Regions from separate parts of the Triticum aestivum genome. Here region 1 is linked to region 2. A link is a contact called in public Hi-C data. All regions are on one chromosome and are shown on one strand. Each heading gives the region's core, a stretch centred on a gene start, on an enhancer-like site or on the middle of the called end of the contact. The rest is flanking DNA. Distances are from core to core; before and after follow the strand shown.

What was found. Hi-C and Micro-C count contacts between places; a contact is called where the count stands out from the background.
Region 1: a contact with region 2 is called in a Hi-C map of leaf, with 5 times the contacts expected there. The contact joins the promoter of LOC123145055 here to the promoter of LOC123145052 in region 2. A contact is called at or near these places in 2 of 5 Hi-C or Micro-C datasets (both in leaf).

What each region holds. Positions count from the first base shown.
Region 1 is chr6D:349,866,408-349,873,200 of IWGSC CS RefSeq v2.1, forward strand. LOC123145055 (heterodimeric geranylgeranyl pyrophosphate synthase small subunit, chloroplastic) reads right to left here and starts at 1,939. Exons shown (of 1, transcript XM_044564363.1): 1 at 598-1,939. The coding sequence starts at 1,831. The coding sequence ends at 791.
Region 2 is chr6D:349,510,809-349,517,601 of IWGSC CS RefSeq v2.1, forward strand. LOC123145052 (protein RMD5 homolog) reads right to left here and starts at 4,827. Exons shown (of 4, transcript XR_006472073.1): 1 at 4,731-4,827; 2 at 4,564-4,636; 3 at 2,526-3,830; 4 at 2,030-2,262.

The sequences.
Region 1 (6,793 bases), core at 689-3,188, 350 kb after region 2:
GAGGAGGCTTAGGAGGCACCGAGGCAGCGAAGGTCGGGTGCGGCGGCCAATAGCTCTTCCGGCACAGTGACATGGCCGTATTGCAACTTGGAAAGGGTGGGGATGTGAGCGTCGGAGTGACATGGCCGGAGAGGTTGCCGGCTTCAGCGATGGCGGGAGGCGGTGATTGCGAAAGGAAACTTCCTCCATGCTGAGGGGGCAAATTCTAATCAAATATAGGCAGAATTTACTACTCCCTGAACTTAACCCCTAAAATTTGAGTGAGCTATACAATTTAGGAGAAGGAATATATAGTGTTAACTCCCTAGACAAGAATCAAGAAATTGATTTTTTTAGGGGAAGACCTAGAGACCCTCTTATAGTCGCGTGCTTTCTCATTTTTAATGTCTGGCAAAATTTATGAATATTTATAATTGTCAGGTAACAAAGCATTGTGATGGCCTAGAGTACTGAAATGTTTTACCACCATGTGATGTTTCACACAATTTCAAACGACGAAGCACAACAGGTAAACTTTCTTACAAACGAACCGAGCAGTAGGAACAATTCGAAAGCTCAGAACATGGTGTAAACTTGGGTCAGCTTCACTCCCGTGCATTAGGAACTCAAAAATATTACTAGCATTTTATCAAATAAGTTTATCATTTGATACCATGTTATGAACTTGCTACGTTTTGGACAGAAACAGCAACCACGCATCTAATGTTCTGAACACATATGTTACAGATTTAGAGTTTCAGATCACAGAATTTCAGCACCACATAACTCTACATGTCACCTGTGCCAATGCTTAAAGCTTCGCGGTGGCTGCATCCTGGAGCTCAAAGCCCCTCTCCACGGCGTAGTCCACGAAGCTGTACAGAGGCAGCACCCGGTCGCCATACTTATCACCGAACCTGTCCGCCTCCGTCTTGGCCTGCGCCTTGAGCTCCTCGACGATGCCCAGCGCACGGTCCATGCCCAGAGAGCGCAGGACGCTGGCGTTGCTCCTCATCTTGCCGTTTCCCGACGCGCTCCGCATGTCGTCCACGAGCTCGTACAGGACGCCAATGGTGCGGCCGTATCGCCGCAACGCGGCCTCCTCGTCGGGGCCCGCACCGCCTAGCATAGCCCCGCACGCGGCTGAGCACTCCGCCATCTCGCCGAACTTCTTGGTCAGGACCTGCATGACCTCGGCTTCACCGAGGGCGCTGGCACCGGCGAGATCGAGGAACTGGCCGGCGGCCATGCCGGTGGATCCCACGGTGCGCGCGAGTTCTGCGAGAACGCGGAGGAGGACGGCGTGCGACACGGGGTCGGGGGAGGGGGTGCGGGAGATGACGTGGGTGTAGGCGAGCGGGAAGAGCGCGTCTCCTGCGAGGACGGCCATGTCCGTGCCGTACGCCGCGTGGGTGGACGGGCGACCTCGGCGGGTGGGCGCGGCGTCAAAGCACGGCAAGTCGTCGTGCACGAGGGACGCCGCGTGGAGCATCTCCAGCGCGGCGGCGGTGGGGAGCGCCGCGGCGCGCGGCGCGCCGAGGAGCTCGCAGGCGGCGACGCAGAGAACCGGGGGCGCGCGCTTGGCGGCGCCCTCCTTTCCGGCGCCCGGGAGGACGGCGTGGCGCATGGCGTTGTGGATGCTCTCCGGCGGGCGGATGGGCATCGCGGCATCGAGCTCGCCCTCGACCTCCGAGATCAGCGAGGTCCAGTAGCGGCGCAGGTCAAAAGATGGGGAGGCGGCGGCGGCGGCGGCGGGAGAGGCCCGGATAGGGAGGAAGCGGCTTGATTTGGAGGTGGATGGCGGCCTCGGGATGGGGAGGGGGAGGGAGACGAAGAGGGATGAGAGAGCCATGGCGACGGAGAGGCGCAGATTTGGGTTCGGATGTGGTTTCTTGGGTTCGTGGGTGTGACCCGGCTAGGTGACGCTGTTCTGCACTTCCGTTGTGCCACTAATCCGGTATATGATCGTGGGATGCCTATTATCAGATCACGAGTTCTCGAAAAGAAAAAAAACTGATGTCGTCAACTCGTCACGTGAGAATCAGTCTCAAGACCAACATTGGTAAAGCCTCATCGATGTCATAGCCAAGCTTTTAAATCTAGGCCGGTACGACCGATATATAGGCTGATATATCACTTTTGGGGCTCCACCGACATAAACATAATATATCATTTTTCAATATATCATCCGATATGGGCCGAAATATCAACCGATATGGCCGATATCTAGCCCAATATGTCCAGCGATATAGAACAATACATAGATGACAATAATAATTTGTTGGATAGCAGTGAAATAAGATTGTGCATTTACAACTTCGTTATATATTATTGAAGTTATTCACAATGTTTTATACAAATGCATATATATCGTACTGTTTTTAATCATAGAGTAAGGATTTTGTGAATCTTTCCTTAATAGTTTCTTAATCAACAAATCAATAAACTAGGAATCTAAAAATGCTATGTTGAAGCATTGACATCATACATTTTCTTTTACTAAAAAATGTTTTAAACAAGAATAATGAAAAAAAAACTAGAGACCGATATATCTACATATCATCCGATATCCGACATCCAATATGTCAAAACCAAACCGATACGGACCCGCTATCCGATATTTTGAAGCTTGGTCATGGCCAGGGGTTTTCTCTCAGACTTGCCGTCCCCTAGCATTGCTCTCTTCCGGCGGCTCCGGACGCCGAGGGGCTGTTTGGATCGGATTTTTTTTTGAAACTATGATGATTTTTATAGCAAATTCGGAAACTATAACCCTAATGCAGAAAAATCAAAAGTATCACCCTATCGGCCTCATGTTGGCCGAAGAGAGACTTTTCGGCCAACCTTTGGCCAAAAAGGACTTTTCGGCCAACACCTGCTCTGCTGTTTTAGAAAATTCATATCAATTAGGATTTTTAGTATTTTAATTTGATTCTTTTTGCATTAGATTAGAAATTTTATGAAGTTCCTGTAGATATCAAGTTTGACTAGATTTGAAAGTTTGAATTTGAATTTTCATGAATTTGCTCAAATCACTAGATTGCCTATAATTTGAGCTAGGAGTATTTTTTTCAGATGATTCTTTTTGCTACTGGTTCTTTGTGACTTTGTTTATCAGTAGTAATTAATTGGCGAATTTTATAATTATTTAAAATTAGGTTTTTATGAAAGCAGTTCTGTTTTAGTGTTTTATAGGTTTTATGCCATTTCTTTCAATTTTAATTGCTTTAAATTGTTTTCTTTAGTTTTTTGACATATTCTTTTTGTTTTTGTTTAGTTATCAGTAGCTATTTTATTTGTAGTATTTTTTGTATTTTATTTCTTTTATCCTACTAGAAAACTTGTTTTGAGCTTCATAGGAGTTTATATTTAAAAGTTCCTTATAAATCCTGTTCAACCATTGCCGTTTTATACATGAAAAAAAATACTTTTCCGCAATTTTTTCCTTCCATTTTCTTTCCCGCCATCTTCTTTGCCGCCATTCTCTCCCGCCACACTAAGGAGTGCTGCATCGACGGAGGATGACTATGATGCCTTCATGTGGAGTGTGAAACACTGTGTGAGAGAAGTCATAAGTGTGAAACACTCTCCGATGATGATGACGAAGCTGCAAACACTTATGACTTCTCTCAGACAGTGTTTCACACTCTACCAGCAGCACCGACGCAGGAGACACAGACCGTGTCAGACGATGTTATCTACGGTCGTGGACAACATGAGGCTCGTTTTATAAGTTGAGAAGTGAAGATGGCAAGAAAGAAGATGGCGGGAAAGAAGATGGCGGGAAAGAAAATAGCGGGAAAGAAAATGGCGGGAGAGAATGGCAGGAAATAAAATGGCGGGAGAAAATGGAGGGAGAGAATGGTGGCAAATAAAATGACGGGGAATAAAATGGCAGGAGAAAATGGAGGCAAAGAATGGCGGGAGAAAATGGCGGCAAAGAAAATAGCGGGAGAAAATGGAGGGAAAGAACGACGGGAAAGAAAATGGAGGATAAAAGAAATAAAATACAAATAAAATATCTACTAATAACTTAACAGAAACTAAAAGAATATGTCAAAAAATAAAGAAAACAATTAAAAGCAATTAAAATTAAAAGAAATAGCACAAAACCTATAAAACACTAAAACAGAACTGTTTTCGCGAAAACCTAATTTTAAATAATCCTAAAATTCACCAATTAATTGTTGGGGAACGTAGCAGAAATTCAAAATTTACTACGCATCACCAAGATCAGTCTATGGAGTAATCTAGCAACGAGGGGAAGGGGAGTGAATCTACATACCCTTGTAGATCGCGATGCGGAAGCGTTGCAAGAACGCGGATGAAGGAGTCGTACTCGTAGCGATTCAGATCGCGGTTGATTCCGATCTAAGCGCCGAACCACGGCGCCTCCGCGTTCAACACACGTGCAGCCCGGTGACGTCTCCCACGCCTTGATCCAGCAAGGTGAGAGGGAGAGGTTGGGAAGACTCCATCCAGCAGCAGAACGACGGCGTGGTGGTGATGGAGGAGCGTGGCAATCCCGCAGGGCTTCGCCAAGCACCGCGGGAGAGGAGGAGGAGGGAGAGGGGTAGGGCTGCACCGAAAGAGAGACGTTCTCGTGTGTCTTGGGCAGCCCAAACCTCAACTATATATAGGGGGGGAGGGGGCTGCGCCCCCCTTAGGGTTTCCACCCCCAAGAGGAGGCGGCCAGCCCTAGATCCCATCAAGGGGGGGCGGCCAAGGGGAGGAGAGGGGGGGCGCCCCACTAGATGGGCCCTAAGGCCCATCTGGACCTAGGGTTTGCCCCCTCCCACTCTCCCATGCGCCTTGGGCCTTGGTGGGGGGGCGCACCAGCCCACCTGGGGCTGGTCCCCTCCCACACTTGGCCCACGCAGCCTTCTGGGGCTAGTGGCCCCACTTGGTGGACCCCCGGGACCCTCCCGGTGGTCCCGGTACATTACCGATTTCACCCGAAACTTTTCCGGTGACCAAAACAGGACTTCCCATATATAAATCTTCACCTCCGGACCATTCCGGAACTCCTCGTGACGTCCGAGATCTCATCCGGGACTCCGAACAACATTCGGTAACCACGTACATACTTTCCCTATAACCCTAGCGTCATCGAACCTTAAGCGTGTAGACCCTACGGGTTCGGGAACCATGCAGACATGACCGAGACGTTCTCCGGTCAATAACCAACAGCGGGATCTGGATACCCATGTTGGCTCCCACATGTTCCACGATGATCTCATCGGATGAACCACGATGTCGGGGATTCAATCAATCCCGTATGCAATTCCCTTTGTCTAACGGTATGTTACTTGCCCGAGATTTGATCGTCGGTATCCCTATACCTTGTTCAATCTCGTTACCAGCAAGTCTCTTTACTCGTTCCGTAACTCACATCATCCCGTGATCAACTCCTTGGTCACATTGTGCACATTATGATGATGTCCTACCGAGTGGGCCCAGAGATACCTCTCCGTTTACACGGAGTGACAAATCCCAGTCTCGATTCATGCCAACCCAACAGACACTTTCGGAGATACCCGTAGTGCACCTTTATAGCCACCCAGTTACGTTGTGACGTTTGGCACACCCAAAGCATTCCTACGGTATCCGGGAGTTGCACAATCTCATGGTCTAAGGAAATGATACTTGACATTAGAAAAGCTCTAAGCAAACGAACTACACGATCTTGTGCTAGGCTTAGGATTGGGTCTTGTCCATCACATCATTCTCCTAATGATGTGATCCCGTTATCAACGACATCCAATGTCCATGGTCAGGAAACCGTAACCATCTATTGATCAACGAGCTAGTCAACTAGAGGCTTACTAGGGACATGGTGTTGTCTATGTATCCACACATGTATCTGAGTTTCCTATCAATACAATTCTAGCATGGATAATAAACGATTATCATGAACAAGGAAATATAATAATAACCAATTTATTATTGCCTCTAGGGCATATTTCTAACAGTCTCCCACTTGCACTAGAGTCAATAATCTAGTCCACATCACCATGTGATTAACAGTCATAGGTCACATCACCATGTGACCAACATCCAAAGAGTTCACTAGAGTCAACAATCTAGTTCACATCACTATGTGATTAACACTCAATGAGTTCTGGTTTGATCATGTTATGCTTGTGAGAGAGGTTATTAGTCAACGGGTCTGAACCTTTCAGATCCGTGTGTGCTTTACGAATATCTATGTCATCTTTGTGGATGCTACCACGCGCTACTTGGAGCCATTTCAAGTAATTGCTCTACTATACGAATCCGGTTTACTACTCAGAGTCATCCGGATTAGTGTCAAAGTTCGCATCGACGTAACCCTTTACGACGAACTCCTTTTCACCTCCATAATCGAGAAAATTCCTTAGTCCACTAGATACTAAGGATAAGTTCGACCGCTGTCATGTGATCCATTCCCGGATCACTATTGTACCCTCTTGACCAACTCATGGCAAGGCACACTTCATGTGCGGTACACAGCATAGCATACTGTAGAGCCTACGTCTAAAGCATAGGGGACGACCTTCGTCCTTTCTCTCTCTTCTGCTGTGGTCAGGTCTTGAGTCTTACTCATACTCACATCTTGTAACACAGCCAAGAACTCCTTTGCTGATCTATTTTGAACTCTTTCAAAATCATGTCAAGGTGTGCGTTCTTTGAAAGTATCATCGGGCGTCTTGATCTATCTCTATAGATCTTGATGCCCAATATGTAAGTAGCTTTTATCCAGGTCTTCCTTTGAAAAACTCCTTTCAAACAACCCTTTATGCTTTCCAGAAATTTTACATCATTTCGGATCAAC
Region 2 (6,793 bases), core at 3,577-6,076:
CCTTTTTTCAAATCAGTGAACTTTTTTCGAATTTGATGAACTATTTTAAATTCGATGAACTTTTTTCAAGTTTGTTGAATTTTCAAATTCAATGAACTTTTTTCAGATTCGAGGAACCTTTTTTTTTAATTCAATGAACTCATTGCAAATTTGATGAACTTTTTTTTCAAAATCAATGAACTCTTTTTTAATTATGTGAACTTTTCTTCCAATATGATGAACTTATTCAAAATAATTCAGAAAATTAAGTGATACAGTACACATGCAATAAATAGCGCGATCGCATGTACTTATATCATTGCCGCTTTTACCATTCATTATTGGTGTGTTGTTCTAGCGGTTAGGCACAAACGTATAGGACTGCAGTGGCTTGAGCTCAAATCCTGGTGGGGGAGGGGGGGCTTCTTTTGCTGTTTTTCCTATATTATAGGTTCAGTGTGCAGTGTACCGAGCGGTCTTAACAACCGGGCGCATCGGCCCTGTTGGGGCAGGCCCAGGTGAGAACCGCGTGGGCGCCAGTAAGCATTAGCGGCGCTAAAGCGCGGCTTAGGAGGTCCCCCAAGCTTACCCCACTATGTAATTTGATGGGTTTTTAGGCTATGTTTGGTTGGACTTTTTATACCAACTTCTGCTTTGAAGAAGCTAAGAGCTAATCAAAGGGGTAAATTTTCACAACAGCTTTTTAGATTTTTTTTTTGGGGGGGGGGGGGGGGGGCACCTTCTTTTGCTGTTTTTTCATTTTTATAGGTTTGATGCGCAGCATACCGAGCCCTCTTAGCAACCGGGCGCATCGGCCCTATTGGGCCAGGCCCAGGTGGGAACCGCGTGGGCGCTAGTAAGCATTAGCGGCGCTAAAGCGCGGCTTAGGAGGTCCCCCAAGCTTACCCCACTACGTAATTTGATGGGCTTTTAGGCTGTGTTTGGTTGGACTTTTTATACCAACTTCTGAGAGCTAACCAAAGGGGTTTTCACAGCAGTTTTTGAGAATTCGTAACTTCTTCATAGTGCAAATTCCATAGTTGGGGTACCCCAACTTCTCTGCTTCTAAACCAACTATTTTTAGCAGTCCCTCTGAAATCGGGTGGTATTTACCCACCACTGCCATTGGTAAGTTGTAAACCTTCGTTGCGTTTCTTCCCTTGCAGGAAAGACACGAGCAAGAGGTCGACAGGAAAGGAGCCGCCGCCGCCGCCAGCGGCGCTAAAGGCGCGGCTTAGGAGGTGCCCCACGCTTACCCCACTACGTAATTTGATGGGCTCTTAGGCTATGTTTGGTTGGACTTTTTATACGAACTTCTGCTTTGAAGAAGCTAAAAGCTAACCAAAGGGGTAAAATTTCATAGAACTTCTTCGTAGTGCAAAATCCGCAGTTGGGGGTACCCCAACTTCTCAGCTTCTAAACCAACCGTTTTTAGCTGTCCCACTCAAATCGAGTGGTATTTACCCACCAATGACACTGGTAAGTTATACTCCTTTGTTGTGTTTCCCGCCTCGCAGGAAAGACACGAGCAAGAGGTCGACGGGAAAGGAGCCGCCGCCGCCAGCAACCCACGGGGTTGGCTACCAACGTCGCCCGCCACCACCGCCACTGACGACGACCCTCCTCCCTCTTATCTACTTCCTTCCCTTCCTCACTCCTCCATTCCTCTTCCTCCCTGCTCACGGCGGCCCTATTCCCCTCGACCAGCAGTCCGGCGGCGTCGACGCCGATGCACTGTCCCTCTGGTCTCCTCCTCTCGCCCCTCCGCCATCCCTCCTCCATCCTCCCCTGAACACAGCCGACCTAGTCCGGCGGCCGATGGCGGCACCGACCCTCTGGCCACCTCCCCTCATACCTCGTACCTCCTCCCTCATCCCCACCTATCCTTCTCTGTTCATGATTTTTTTTGTTTTTTATTTAACTATTAATAGCCATAGATTGTATATTGTGAATACATTTTCATTAGTAGTTGCTACATATTGCTGCTCTCTATTGTATTTTCAAGTAAATCTATGAATGGATTGTGTTTTTTTGGAAATTGCAAATAGTGCTATGCTCTTGTGTTAGCTATGAATCACCTAAATTACAAAATAATCGTTCAATTACCTACAAATGTACATATCACCGCTTTACGGTCAATTAGCATATAAACATATTCACTCAGACCCCAGGGACACTACAGACAATTCACAACTAAATCTACAGTTTCAGTCGTTTTAACCAAACAACCTAGTCGTTTTAACCAAACAACCTCCAGCTTTTCCACAACAGCTTTTCAAGAATCTACAGCGCAACCAAACACAGGGTTAGCATCACAAGTTAATACCATCGCTTAAAGGAGCTGATTAAAAAAATTGCTTCCCTAAAAAAGAGAGCTCATTTCTCTAAAAAAAACAAGCTGGCACTTCCAAGTCAATCAAACACAGTTAAATCACCCCATGGCCCTATAAAGAGAATCAATCATCCAATGTGTTCTTATTACATCTCTTTCATACTCTATATACAAGACATGAGCAGAGTTGAGCACCCTGAGTATAACGTCTTACCTTTACAAGTGTCAACGAAAATTTGACATTATCAGGGAGGTGATAAAAGAACGTAGCACCGTTGACAGGAAAAGAGATAGCAAAGGCTGGTGCACACAAATGGCCAATCATAGAGCAAGAAATCCTCAGATATAAAGCCGCTTACACTCAGATGCCAATGCTTCGAACGGGCAATATGGGCATTTGAAAGACCGGGAGCTGCTCTTTGATAATTTCACAGTCGACTGCTTCGACAAGACATGCCCACATGGAAGAAGCATTGGAGGATTATCATCACTACCTTGCTCACGAAGCACAGGACAGATGAACACTGAGTGGAACTGAAAATCCCTGCGGAGGTCCAATGGGAAAGGAAATTCCTTCATAGAGTGCCACTCCCTTTTTGCAGTTAGTACCGTCATCAGTTTAAGAAGAATTGGCAACACTTCAGCTCCAGCTGCAACTGTCATGCCCATAGGACCTGTGGAGGATTGACCCTTCAGATTGCAGAACTGTTGAGCGAACTCCTCAGCTAGCTTCTCCCAGTTAGTTGGTACTAAGAACTCTGTATATGGTGACTGGTCTAGGCGCCCGGCCCATAATATGGAGGCTATCAGCTTCTGGATTACATCCTTGTGTATGGTAGCAAATGGCGCCAGGTATGTCCTAGCATACTGAAGAGCCTCATCTCTTTTTCCTTGCTTGAGTATCTCAACAAACTGCAACTGGTGAAGCTTAAGTTCGAGACAGGAATCGTTTTGCAGTAGTGCATCATGATTTTTCATTGCCCAACTCAGAGCAGGCTCAGATTTCTCAGTCCGCAGCGCACCAAAAATCTCATACATCTCCTGAAACAGTTGTTTCAGTTTTATAGATGCTAAGCAACTGGCCTCTCCAAGAAAGTTGTCACCTATGTCAAATAATGCCTCCCGGTATAGATGGTTTGCAATAATCTCATTAAGTACATGCGGTTCCATGTCGACATTCTTGTAAGCTTTTGAAATATCATTGATGAAGAATTTCTCGGTGGTCTTTACCCACTTGCCGAGTGCAGTGTTCATTTCTTTCTGGCAGCTCTCAAGTTGCTTCACTGGAACCAACTCTTTCAGCGTATTCTTCAGATTAGTAAGAATTTCATGGTTCAGGTTTGATGCAGCATCCCTATCTGTGCCATTTTCTTGGATAGCACCGATAGCCTGCTCAATTTCTTTCTCGATTTGGTTTACCAAATCTATAGTTCTCGAGGATGCAAGTTTCTGCTTTTTAACAACATGATCGAATTCATCCTTCAGTGTATCTACTTCCATTTCTGACTAGCTTCAGCACCTGTTATACAAAATGGAAGACAATTTGATCAGTCAAAAGTCAAAACAGTAGGTTGCAAAGAAATGAACCTTAGATTCAAGTACCAAAGTTATCACATCATATATTACAAGCAACATATTCAGATCAGTGGCATAGAGTAATTATGTAGAACACCCACTCTTCAAAAGGTAGCCTTGCAGAATTATCATCAATAAGGAGCAAACTGACAGATGCGATTCTTCTACTAAAGGAGCAGCGTTCAAGAGAAATTGAGATGAACGAATACAAATCGCATCACCACATCACACACAAACTCTCTATCTAACTCTGTATAGACGAAAATACAAAACAAACGATTGGACATATTCCCAGCAAATTGATGTAAACCGAAATCAAATGCGCAGGCTGTGCACATAGCAGTTCAACAATACTAGCTTGAAGCACCATACTAAGAGAACTGGGCAAGAACATAAAACGGGTTGCAGTATCACCCCCACAAATTCTGGACATTTGATTTGGATCCCGACCCACAATTACAACTCTAGACAATACCAGCGTAGATTCCAAAGATGCTAGGTTGCTAACAATGCCCACCACATGCGCGCTTCACGAATTGCAGTTCTCATCACAGACTACAAACACACAAAATTCTATCACTTGTCCTACGAGACAGTATGTTCTCTACAAAACCTCACCGCAGAATCTACTCATAAACGGCGGCCTAAGTTTCCCTAACTGGTAAAAGAACACTAACCGCTCTTTATTCTTCAAGAAAACGCAATTCTCCTTCGGATCAGAGGAGAAGGACGCGGCGAAATCGAGAGGACCTGCGATGAGGTGGATCGACTGATCTGAATGCATAGGAGGCGATATAACCAAATCGAACCGAGACTGAAGAGGGAGACCGGAGAGGACGATTACCTGAACGCGAGAGCGAGAGAAAGCCGGTGGCGGTTTTGGGGGGCTCCTGTCCCGGCAAGCAATCTAGGCGAAACGACGAACCCTAGACCACTTTGGCGGCTGGATCTATTTAATGGGCCAGTTAGCAGCGAGGAGTCAGTCCTTGACTACTGGATCAGCTTAATGGGCTAGATACTCGTTAATGCCCAAAATCTCAGACTCTGTTTCTGCGTCTTTTCTGTCTGTCTTCTTTCGTTTTTACTTTTTTCATCTGTTTTTATTCTTTTTTTATGAAATTCATGAATTTTATTAAAAATCACGATTAAATTTCAAATTCATGACATTTCGTGCAAATCATGAACAATTTTAAAAATCGTAAGCTTTTCTGAAAATTGAGAAAATTTTCAAATTTCTGCATAATTTCAAAACTAAGATTTTTTAAATTCCTGAACATTTTTTTTAATTTCCAAGATTTTTGAACTAGCAAATATTTTTGAAATCACGAATTTTCCAAAATTCATGATTTTTTTCAAATTAATGAACATTTTTATAAAAGTGGGAACATCTTTCAAATTTTTGAACCTGTTTTGAATCGAGAACATTATTTTACTTTGGGATCAATTTTTTAATACGCTAACAATTTTTTATTCACGGATATTTTTGGAATAGGAAAATATTTTATGAAATTCAGAACAGATTTTTGAAATTTGTGAACATTTTGGAAACTCAGAATTTTTTCCAAAATTCTTGCACTTCTTTTGAAATACCAAACACAATTTCAAATTTGTGAACATTTTCCAATTTTTTATGATTTGCTTCTGAAAATTTGGAACGTTTTTGAAAATAAAAAGGAAAATGGGCTGGCACAAAGCGCACGCGGGGTGTCTGCGCTGGCCTATGGGAAGGCCAACCCTATTTGGGGCGTAGGTCACTACGGTTCGAACCAGTGACCTGCTTGTTTTAAGTACGCCACAATAACCACCCAGCCACCCCCTTTGGACATGGCTGATGACCTTCTTTTTGAGTTGATTTACTTACTGTTTTTTTAACGGTTTTGTTTGTTTGTTTTTCTTTTTACATTTTACTTTTTTTGCTCTTTTCTTACTCTTTTTGATAAACGATAAATGTGCGAATTTTTTCAATTTTGCTATTTTTTGTAAAATCGATGAAAATTTTTCAAATTGATGAACCTTTCAAACCAATGACTGTTTTCAAAATCTATGACCTTTTTTCAAATTTCTAAACTTTTTTTCGAAATTGATGACCGTTGTTTCAAATTAGTGAACTATTTTTCCAAATCCATGAACTTTTTAATTATTTGTTAACCTTCTTAGTAGATCACCCTGGACTTTTTTTCAAATGCTATGAACCCTTTTCAATGGGTGAAAAAAATTTTATTCATTTTTTTTCGGATTTGTTTTTAGATTCAACGGTTCAGAAACTGGGCCGACCCAGTCTGCAGAATGCGTGGGCTACGGTTTTCCTAGCTGGCGCTTAAGACGCCGAATAGGAGCTGGAAAAACCTATTTGGCGCTCTCTGCGTCAAACAGTCAACCGATCGCACAGGGGCGCGATAAAGTGGGCCGGCCCATCTCCCACTGTAGTTAGTTCCGGTTTTGGGAACTTTCTAGAAGTTTCCCAGCCGGTTTTTATCTGTTTCTAGAAGGTCCCTAAAGAGGGATTCTTATTTTCCTTTTATTTTCTGTTTCTGTTCCTTTTTTACTTTTTCTTTTCTGTTCTATCTGTTTCGTTTTTCTTTTCTTTTCTTTCTTTTCCTTTTTATTTTTATTTCAAAATAAGTTCGAGAATTCAAATATTGTTCGAAATTTAAAAAAACTTTTTTTGAAAATTTTCAGAGTTAAAAAAAAACGTTCCCAATCAAACATTGTTCTCATTTTTTCAAAAAAAAAATCAAAACTTTCAAAAATGTTCCCAATTTACAAAAAGTGTTCGAGAATTTAAAACATATTGCCATTTTCAATTTTTTTCGCAAATTTAAACTGTCCGTGAATTTTAAAAAATGTTCGTATTTTTAGGAAATGTTCACATTCGTCAACAATTTCTTTTCTTTTGAAAAATTTGTT